2 separate regions of the Callithrix jacchus genome follow, and region 2 is linked to region 1. The links are chromatin contacts, called in public Hi-C maps. All regions are on one chromosome and are shown on one strand. The core of a region is the stretch at or near the end of the contact, and the rest is flanking DNA. Distances in the headings are between cores, read along the strand shown. Region 1 holds the start of WDR82 (WD repeat domain 82). Region 2 holds the start of SEMA3G (semaphorin 3G).

What was found. A called contact is a pair of places that touch in the nucleus more often than the background predicts.
Region 2: a contact with region 1 is called in a Hi-C map of skeletal muscle, with 5 times the contacts expected there. The contact joins the promoter of SEMA3G here to the promoter of WDR82 in region 1. A contact is called at or near these places in 3 of 3 Hi-C or Micro-C datasets (induced pluripotent stem cells and skeletal muscle).

The regions. Positions count from the first base shown.
Region 1 is chr15:34,811,593-34,816,861 of calJac240_pri, forward strand. WDR82 (WD repeat domain 82) reads right to left here and starts at 2,611. Exons shown (of 9, transcript XM_035275724.3): 1 at 2,396-2,611. The coding sequence starts at 2,547. It overlaps GLYCTK (glycerate kinase), which reads left to right and starts at 1,635. Exons shown (of 6, transcript XM_078351072.1): 1 at 1,635-1,796; 2 at 4,108-4,240.
Region 2 is chr15:34,971,327-34,976,522 of calJac240_pri, forward strand. SEMA3G (semaphorin 3G) reads right to left here and starts at 3,883. Exons shown (of 16, transcript XM_078351119.1): 1 at 3,693-3,883; 2 at 1,969-2,787; 3 at 1,781-1,843; 4 at 1,408-1,527; 5 at 1,045-1,135; 6 at 802-918; 7 at 497-642; 8 at 166-280; 9 at 1-55. The coding sequence starts at 2,064.

The sequences.
Region 1 (5,269 bases), core at 1,361-3,860:
AGAAAAGGAAATTTCAGGACATGCTAAATTAATAATGTGAAGGAGAAAAGTTAAGCCCTGGAAACTGAGCAGGCATAGCCTTTTCTTTCTTTTCTTCTCTGATGCATGACTGTTGCTTCCTGACCTTTGGGTTGAAATGTTATACATTAACCAGACTCCCTATTCTTCATTCAAACTTAGACTAGATGATGTGGGAGATAGAGACCTTTGTGATTGTTACCTCTTTACAATAGAATGTTAAGCAACATCTTTCAAGTATAATCAATAGTAGCCAGTCAAATCTTGTATTTATGTTAGCCTTTTTTGGAAAATGTTGTAATTTCAGCACCTTATTTTTGCCTATATAAACAATCTTCAGCTTTCCCCACACTGGGGAGCACTAATTGTCTGTTTACCCAAATGGCTGCTCTCACACTTTATGCTTTAATAAATTCTTTTAACTGGATCTCAAACCTTTTGATGATTTTTAGGTTGATGATAGAAATGTGTTTTTGGGCCAAGTGCAGTGGCTCATGCCAGCAATCCCAGTACTTTGGGAGGCTGAGGCAGGTGGGATCATTTGAGGTCAGGAGTTTGAGACCAGCCTGACCAACATGGTGAAACCCTGTCTGTACTAAAAATACAAAAATTAGCTGGGCATGGGCTGGCTGCAGTGGCTCACCCCTGTAATCCCAGCACTTTGGGAAACCGAGGAGGGTGGATCACCTGAGGTCAGTAATTTGAGACTAGCCTGGCCAACATGGCGAAACCCCATCTCTACTAAAAATTAGCCAGACATGGTGGCATGTGCCTGTAATCCCAGCTACTAGGGGGGCTGAGGCAGGAGGATCGCTTGAATCTGGGAGGTGGAGGTTGCAGTGAGCCGAGATCACGCCACTGCACTCCAGCCTGGGCAACAGAGCAAGACTCTGTCTCAAAAAAAAAAAATTAGCTGGGCATGGTGGCAGGCACTTTTAGTCCCAGCTATTCTGGAGCCTGAGGCATAAGAATCACTTGAACTTGGGAGGTGGAGGTTGCAGTGAGAGAGAGAGGAGAGAGAGAGAGAGAGAGGGAGAGAGAGACAGAGAGAGAGAGAGAGAGAGAGAGAGAGAGAGAGACAGAGAGAGAGAAAAGAAAGAAAGAAGTGTGTTTTTGTATTGTTGCTTTTTTTTTTTGAGACAGGGGCCCAGGCTGTGGCACAATCAAGGTTCACTGCAGCCTCTACCTCCCAGGCTCAGGTGATCTTCCCACCTCAGCCTCCCTAGTAGATGGGACTACAGGAGCATGCCACCACACCTGGCTAATTTTTTTTTTTTTCGTAGAGATAAGAGTTTCGCCATGTTGCCAGGCTGGTCTCGGACTCCTAGGTTCAAATGATCCACCCACCTTGGCCTCCCAAGTGTTGGGATTATAGACTTGAAACACTGCACCCTGCCGAGAAACGTTTTAATAAAATTGTTAGAAAATCAAGTGTGTGATTTGTGACGCAACTCTCCCTTCTACCTCCCTAAGAAAACATCAGTAAAAAACAGTGAACTGTTCTGTGGTTTTGGAGCCTGATCAGGACTCGTCTAATGAATATGGGAAGGCATCAAGCCAGCTCAGGGTGGGCCCAGGAAGAGAGCAGGGACAGCGAGGAAGGACCAGAGTCATTCGCGTTTACATGCAGCTTTTATGCTTGAGGATCACGGAACAGAACTCTTGCTAAGCCAGAGCTGTATTTGGTGGCCCATGGTGAGAGAGGGAAGAACACTAGTAAGTTGTGGAATTAAAGCCATGAAGAGAAGCGGGAATGACTTAATTTGGCTCCAGAAGCGGTGAGTCGTGGGGAAGTAGTGACTCTCAGTTCGTTTGCTCAGCCCAGTGCCTGACACCTAACAGCAGCTCAGAGTGCATCTGCTGACTGATCACACAGAATAAAGGAAGGGAGAGGCCGGGCGCGGTGGCTCAAATCTATAATCTCAGCACTTTGGGAGGCTGAGGTGGGTAGATCGCTTGAGTTTTGGCGTTCGAGATCAGCCTGGCCAACAAGGCGAAAGCCCGTCTCTACTAAAATACACAAAAATTAGCCGGTCGTAGGGGCGCAGCCTATTCGGGAGGCTGAGGCATGAGAATCGCTTGAACACAGGAGGCGGAGGTTGCAGTAAGCCGAGACCGCGCCACTGCACTCCAGCCTGGGCGACAGTGTGAGATCCCGTCTAAAAAAACACAAACTGCAATCGGTGAGGCGGGGATCATTATGCCTAATGGAGAGATGAAGACAGTGAGGCCTGAAGGTGACTCCTTCCAGGTCTATTGGTGGCCAGAGAGGAGCCAATACCCTAAATGCTCCTTTCCCAGACACCGGCTTCAGCAAGAGCTCGCACCCGCCAGCCCCACTCCACCCACCCACACTTCCGGCTTCCGCTCCGCGTACCCGCGAGTACTTCCGGCTTCCAGCGCCGGGCGCTGCGGCCCGGAGCTGTTGGGTGGTAAGTCTGCGCCGCGAGGGCTCACAGGGCCTTTAGAATCAATCCCGGGGCTGGGCGACGACAGCTCCCGGTGGCAGCAGGCCCTTCTTTCTCGCATCACCAGGCATTACGGGACAGCCAATTCCCTCGCGAAGGCCCGACCTAGGGATGACGTCATTTCCGTCCCTTGCTGGTTGGGTGAACCGGAAATGGCGCCAGCCCCCTTTCGTGATAGGGTGGAGTCAAAGCCGGTAGTATTGTTATTTCCTTGTTTTGCTCTGGAACCGCCTGGAGTTTTGGAGAGACCATGTCTTCGATGGAATTGTAGAACTTTGCAAATGAAAATGCATAGCGGCCAGTTAATTTGTTTTTTAATTTTGAGACAGTTACCCAGGCTGGAGTGCAGTGGCGCAATCTCGGCTCATTGCAACCTCCCTGCATTCTAGTGCTTCAGCCTCCCGAGCAGTTGGAATTACAGGCTCCCACCACCACACCCGGCTAATTTTTGTGTTTTTAGTAGAGACGGGGTTTCACCGTGTTGGTCAGGCTGGTCTCAAACTCTAAATTTGAGTTAAGATAAACGACGAACAATTGTCATTAAGTCCTAAACATTGTGTGCGACATATTTTTTTTTAAATTACTTGTTGGCTGGGCGCGGTGGTTCACGCCTGTAATCCCAGCACTTTGGGAGGCCGAGGCGTGTGGATCACGAGGTCAGGAGTTCAAGACCAACCTGACCAAGATGGTGAAACCCCATATCTTAAAAAAAAAAAAAAATTTATGTCTTTAAAAATAAAAAAAAAATTGTTTACCGGGAGGCAGAGGTTGCAGTGAGCTGAAATCGCACCATCATGCTCCAGCCTGGTCAACAGAGGGAGACTCCCTCTCAAAAAAAATTGTTTATCTGAAATTCAGATTTAACCAGACGTCCTGTATTTTCTCTGGCAGCCTTAGCATTGAGCGTTCCCTGCCTTGTGCTCATATCCAGTGGCAAGGCTGGGATCTTCCAGGCTCTTGTCCATCTGGGAAATAGATACAAAACTATAAGGACCTTAGTTGCTAGGATGCTTTTTTTTTTGAGACGAAGTTTCGCTGTTGTTACCCAGACTGGAGTGCAATGGCACGATCTCGGCTCACTGCAGCCTCTGCCTTCTGGGTTCAAGCAATTCTGCCTCAGCCTCTCGAGTAGCTGGGACTACAGGTGCACACCACCACGCCCAGCTAATTTTTTGTATTTTTAGTAGAGACAGGGTTTCATCATGTTGACCAGGATGGTCTCGATCTCTTGACCTCATGATCCACCCGCCTTGGCCTCCCAAAGTGCTGGGATTACAGGCTTGAGCCACCGCGCCCGGCCCACTAGGATGCTTTTAGCTCCAAGCCTAATGGGCAAGCCCCATGGGTCCCCCTGGCAAAAACTGTACCCATTTTCAGAATCCCCATGACCATGCCCTCTGTGTTCCCTTTCACAACAGAAGTCCGGCACAGCTGTCTTCTCCTGTGGGAGAGCTGAGAACTAGGCAGGCAGAATGGCCAGAGTCTAGAAGTAACCACCTTCTTTGGGTGTGGGGTAAACTGGTGTTTGAGATCGTCTCTGTTACAGTGGACAGTATCAGAGAACCTGAGGGTGTCAAGGGGAAAGCTTAGTGTTAATCTCACCTCATGTCCCATTTTGCAGATGAGACCCAATGAGAGCAATGGAGGTGTCCCAGCCACTCAGCAAACGTGTAGTAGAGCTGAAACCTCAATTCCCAGCATCCTTACCCTGCTCAATCCTTACTTGCTGATGAAGTCAGCTTGCAGCATTTATGGTAGGCATTTATTAAAGTAGGTGCAATAGTACATCTGTGGTAGAGATGGGCTCTTTGGGTCTTTGTTGTCCCTACACCTCTCTGCAGATTCCTGACCTTCAGTCCAAGGCTTCTTTAGCTTTTACTCTGCCCAGTGGGGAAAATGGCTTTTTGGGCTCAGCTTTGGGAGCTTGGCCTTTGCCTACTTCAGCCCCTGGGCTCTCACCACTGTGGGTGGTGTGGCTTAGGACTTGTTTTTGTTGTCTTGGAACCAGAAGGGGTGTTCATGGCAGAGTTGGGTCTGGCCAGCTATGTGGGTAGAAGGGCATCCTTCTCTGTCCTGCAATTGGGCTCATGGCACATGGCCTCACATGGTGCCTGGGCACTTTCCTAAGGTTCCACCATGAGCCAGACTGTTCCAATTCCTGATTTAAACCTAAATTTCTTGCTAAACTGGTCCTGAATACTGGGATTCCTCAGATTGCATGCCCTGAGGATGTTCTGTGGGCTTGATCTGATAAACCTTTAGCCTCCTGTAGCCTCTGACTTCCTAGGCTCCTAATCCCAGTCTCATGAGATAATGAAATAGAATAGGCTGGAGGTCAGTGGGCTCAGGGTCAGTTGGTGGGACAATCAACAGCCTCCTGGCAGCAGAGGTGGTAAAGAGGCAAGGAAGGAGTGCCAGAAAGGGGTGTTGCCCCTGGGTAAGAGCTCGGAAATGCAGGGGGTGGAAAAGGGGTGGGATGGGATCCCACTGGTAGAAATTACTCCCTCTGTCAATGATTAACTCCCAGCCAAAGGGATGGCCTAGGAGGAGGGCCCAGCTAAGAGGAACTTTGGACTTGAGTCAGGGTATCCAGAAAGCCAGCGTGTGGTCTGCAGAAGAGAAGGACGTGGCTGAGTGGCAGGGCTGGTCTCCAAGGACTGGAGTGAGATCCTGCCGCTGTGAGCTTCAAGAAATCTCCTGGGGCTATCAGATGGCTCCTTCTTGTAGCAGCAGCTGTGGGGTCCACTGGCCCTGAGCCCTGAGAGGGGTAGCTGTGGGGGACC
Region 2 (5,196 bases), core at 2,633-5,132, 160 kb after region 1:
AGCGCGTACACCTCGAGGCTCTTCCCAGGCTTGGGCCACAGGAGGAACACGTCCTCTGGGGTACAGAAGGGAGCACAAGTGTCATGGCCACTGCCAATGCCCTGACTCACCAGCTCTCAGCCCTCCTCACTCCCAAGCCCCCAGCCCGCTTGGCCATGCCCTCACCCAGCTGGTCAAAGTGGGTCTCGGCCCTGCCAGGGCCGGGCACCGAGCACACCAGCCTGGCCTTCAGGAAAGTGCTCCATCTGTTCACCAGCACCCGCTGGCCCCCGACGTCATTCTGCGGGATAGGGGGCCAGAGTCAGCCTTAGGCCCTACAAGGATGGGTTCCACCATCCACTCTGCCACCCTCACCCACTGGGGCAGAGGTATGCATGTCAGCTTTGCATCCTTGCCTCAGTTTCCCTACTGCTGGCCAGGGGTGCGGGGGAGAAAGGTCTGGGAATGGGAGGGTGCAGTGGGGACTTGAACCTCACCACCCCTTCTCAGCTCTCACCATGCAGACACGGCCCACGCGGCTGACAGTGACATGGCTCGAGTCACCATCAAGCGAGGGGACAGTCTCCGTGAAGAAGAAGTACACCTTGTCATTGTCGTGGTCGGAGTTCTCAGGGATCCGGGCAGCCATCACAAACCGGGGATCTGGAAGCGTGACATGGTCACACTGGTGGAGGGGCTGCACAGGGCAGGATGGGAGCAGAACCAAGTGGCGAGGGAAATGGCAGGGGGCCCCCACTGGAGGCTGGTGTCCCAGCGGGAAAGTAGCCTCTTCTCCCCTGCCAGTTCCAGGGAAGGTCTCACCATGCAAGAGGCTCTGGTCAGGGTTGGAACTCAAGGCCGGCCGATGACCTCCACTTCGGAAGATCGTGGGCTCTTGCCCCAGGAAGTCAACGGTGAGACCCGTGTACTGCTCCCTGCCTGGGGTGGAGGTCAGGGAACAGAGCTGGGGACAAGGCCCAGGCCCAGCAGCTGGGCCCCCCCTTCCCAGTGACATAGGCCAGCTCCCACCCTCCCTGTTCCCACCCTGGCCTGGGCATCACTCACCTACGAAGGTGCTGGCGAAGGGATGGTTGGGGTCGTAAGGGCATCGCCCCCGGCCGCTTTCCACACTGCCCGGCTCTAGGTGGAGCACATGCTGTGGGGAGGGAGGGAGGGGCGTCACCTGGGAGAGAAGCACCAGCAGCCCACACACAAGCAGCAGCCCTCATGTGCATGTGGCGGGAGGGCGGGGGCAGGCGGAAGGCGTCCTCATCCAGGGCCCCTCTGATGCGGTCAGCTCCCCAACATAAAGGCGCCTTTCAGGCCCCTGCCCTCTCTGTCCCTGCCCAGGCTCAATAGGAACGTTCAAGCAGCCGGGAGGAAATGTCACTGCCTCCCAGTCCCCTGTGGGGCCCGGCCCAGGCTCACCTCCCCACGGTAACCCACTGAGATGAGGGTGCAGACGGGCCGGAAGGCTCCGGTGCCACAGGCCAGCAGGTGGGTCCGGTTGTGAGGCTGCAGTACCCGCACGAAGTTGGCGCACTCTGTCTGCGGGGAGAAGGAGGGGTGGCTGAGGGGTGAGGGGGGTGCTCAGCATCTCCTTGGGCCCCAAGGCTCAGCCGTGTCTGGCAATCAGCTCTGGGGAAGGGGGTGGGTGTGACATTCTCAGCAGACCTTCAGAGGCCCTCAGGATCTGCTCCAAAAGCCCCCAGAAGAGGCACCTAGGGCTGTGGCCACAGACTGTCCTGGAGGTCGGGTCAGGGCCTCAGGTTGGGGGACCATCCCTCACGATAGCACTCACCAGAGGATCTTTTCCACTGCGAGCACACTCCTCCCTCTGTCCTGGCTGTGGTGGCCACAGGACCTGGAACACAGCCTGGCTCACCTCAGGTCTTCCCCTGACCTCACAGGCTCAGTTTCCCCAGCTGGCCTCCCACTTGGAGGTGCCCAGCTCTCAAACAGACCCTCTTCCCTGCCAGTCCAGCTCACCTCCCGGGGGTCTGGCCACGCCTGGTTCAGCCGCAGAGAGTAGACAGCGTCCAGGCCCCCCAGAAAGAGGCGTTCCCGGTACTCATCTAGGTACATGGCCTGGAGATTCACGGAGCCCCGGGGGCCCAGAAAAACGGCAGAGCGGTTGGTGGAAAGGAGGTCTAGGAGGGAGTACCGGGAGCGGATCAGGGCCACAGCTCAGCTGAGCTCCTCAGCCAAGGAGGGGAGGCAGGGGCCCCGCTGAGCATCCCCCCCCCCACTGCCCCCCACCACATACACTCACATCTCACATCTGGAAAATGTTTCCATCCACGGGTGCTAGAAGGCTCCTGGAGGCAGGTGGGACAGGAGGCTTGGAGCCTCCCACCCAGCCCAGCCTAGGCTGGGGTAGGTCCCCTGCCTTCTTCCCTCCATTCCTTAGCCCTTCATCGTGCAGATAACATCTTCCCACTATCCCATCTGTGCCCTGCCCAGTCCCCAGGGACTCAGGGAAGATGGCGCCAACCAGCAGAAACTAGAGCCAAGTGCTGGAAGAGCCCAGAGGAAGGGCGGGAGTCTGCAGGCCTGACTCAGCTGGAGGGTGGGCCAGCAGGGGAAACTGTTCCCAGCATAGGGGACCCCTGGCAACGGCCTGCGTGCAGGGGAGGGCAGGTATGGCAGGAAGGGCTCCCACCTCCAGTCCAGGGATGTGGCCGAAGAGGAATTTCTCCCCATAGATGCTGGCCATCCCGGCCCGGAGGTGAGAGTAGGAGCTGTCTGGGGACCTTGGTCCCAGTAGTTGAGGATCTTGAGGTAGGTCCTCCAGGCTTGGCTGGGGAGCTAGAGGTAATGGGGGCAGTAGGATGTGGTAGGAAGGGGGCGCTGGTCACCCTCAGGAAGGCCCAAAGTGTCCTATGCCCTTCTGACAGAAGCACCTCTGCCCAACACCCATTCCACCCCCAAAACTCATCAACAGCCTCTTCCAGGAAACTCTCCTTGGTTGACAGTACCTCAGGAACTTTCCCTATTTGGGGCTTCTAGTAATCTGACCTCTCGCCAAACCCACAGCTCCCAGGACAAGACCACATTCCCCTCAGACTCTCCAGGCATCTTCCCTCTCAGATGGGGCTTCCCAGGGGAAGGTGATCACCTCTCTGGTTTCCCCAGGAAGGATCTGCCAAGAGCCTGTCTCAGGGGCCTTCCCCTGAGCCCGTTCTCAGAGGCCTGAGCCAGCTCACACACCTAGGGTGGAACACAGGAGCTCCCAGGCTGAGATGGGCAGAGGGGAGTGAAACTCCCCCTGGGATCTGAGGCATTTCTAGGGTGCAGAAAGGAAAGCCCACTCTGGGAAGTGAGCCGCAAGGGGGGTCCTCCCCTTCTCTGTGGCCCTGGGACCAAGGGATAGGGTGCTGCCCACTCACCGTCCTATTGGCCGCCCTGGGCAAAAAGTGCCAGCTGAGCCCAGACAGATCATGCAGCCCCACCCTGTCCGTCCCTCTCCCCTGCCCCATCCCTCCCTCTGTCCCCTCCCCATCTTTATTGAGCTCTCTCAGGGTATCCATCTGTCCCTTTCTCAGCAGTCCCCCTCAGGTCCCTCCTACCACCACCCCGGTCCTGTCTCTGAGGACCTGCCTCTCTCCCACTCCCTGAAAGCTGCACAGGGAGAGGCTGCCTCCCCTGCAGCTGGCCAGGTGCCAAAGAGCCCAGGGCACACACACACAAACGGGGCGCACAGAGACCAGTACCTTCGTAGGAGAGCCGCAGGCGGGGCATGCTGAGGCCAAGGCTGGGGCCAGAGTTACCCCCATGGGGCAGGAGACCCCCCAGCAGCCAGCAGAAGGCCCAGGCCGAGGGGGCCATGCTGGAGAACTGAGGGCACCGCTGCCGCCTGCCTGCAGAGCCGCCCTCTGGTCCCACTGGCTGCCGGTTGTAGTTTGCTCGGCTGCCACCAGGCCACCACTTATAAGGCACTGGCTCCACCCAGTCCTGGGCGGGAAGAGGGGCGGGGGACAGAAGGAGGTGGGGGGGTGAGTTTGAGGCCTGGTTTATTGCCCAAAGATAATGGACAAAAGTGGGAGGGAGGGTGTCTGGTCCCTGCCCTCTATGTGCTGGGGCCCAGGGCATGACCTCTCTTGCCCACCACCACCCTCCCCATCCCCTCCTCTCCCCCAGCGGCCCTGAGGGCAGACCCCCCTGACACTCATTCTGGAGCCCTGATTTTATCCCAGCAAGGAGCAGTGAGTGTGTGGCCGAGGTGGATGAAGGAGAAGAGGCAGAAGGAGAAGAGAGGAAGCTCAGCCAGGTGGGGGCCGCTTCTCCTTCCATCTCGCTGGCCCGGCGCATGCCTTTTGTCATACTGGCCAGTTCCCCATTGGGAAGGCCTTCCCAGCTGAGGCATGGGCAGTGTGCACAGAGAGATGTCCACACTGCAGGTCCTCCGGCTCCAGCAAAGTGACAAGGTGGGAGAGAGCCTGGAAGGGAGGTTCAGGGATCAGAGGTCAAGGTTGATGGGCTGAGTCAGGGCCTAGCCAGGCTCTGCCTTGTTCTCTGCCCCTCCAATGCCCACAGCAGAGACCCCTCCAAACTGGCCCTGCCCCAATTCCAGGATGTTCTATCCCCCTGAAGCCTCAGCCAGACTCCCCAGCTCCCCTGGCTAGGGGTGGGGGGGTCATTCCCAGCCCAAGGGGCTCCATGTCCTAGGTAGGTGTTTGAGGCCTGGCCACACTTCATAGAGGTGGCAAGAGAGAAGACTGCCCAGCCTCTTCCACCCAGGCCTGCCCCCATCTGGCTTCCAGGCACTCTAGCCTCTCCCCACATCTACAGGCCCCATCTCAGCTCACCAGGCTTGCTTTAGGGTAGGGGACAGGGGCATCAGGGGACCCTACGCCTAGGGAAGCTCCCATTGCCCTGCCTCCCTCAGGCTTTCAGTCCTTCCAGAGACTCAGGGTCCAGAGCTTCACCAGGTCAGTGGTGGGTTCTTCCCAGAGACCCCACGTGTCATTGGCCCTACAGACACCTATGATCTCTCAGAGCTCACTCCCCCTGCCCTGAATGCTGACTAAGGGGCAGGGGGCACAGAAGGCCACAGAGAAGGCCAAAGGGGAAATGAGACTGAGAGCCTGAACATAGAGTGAGTGCTGGGACTCCCCATGCTCCCACCTCACCCCATCTGAAAACCCTACTCTCAGAACCTGAGTTCTGGGCACTAAGGAGATTTCAACCTTGAGCTGGAGTTTGAGTTCCCAAGAA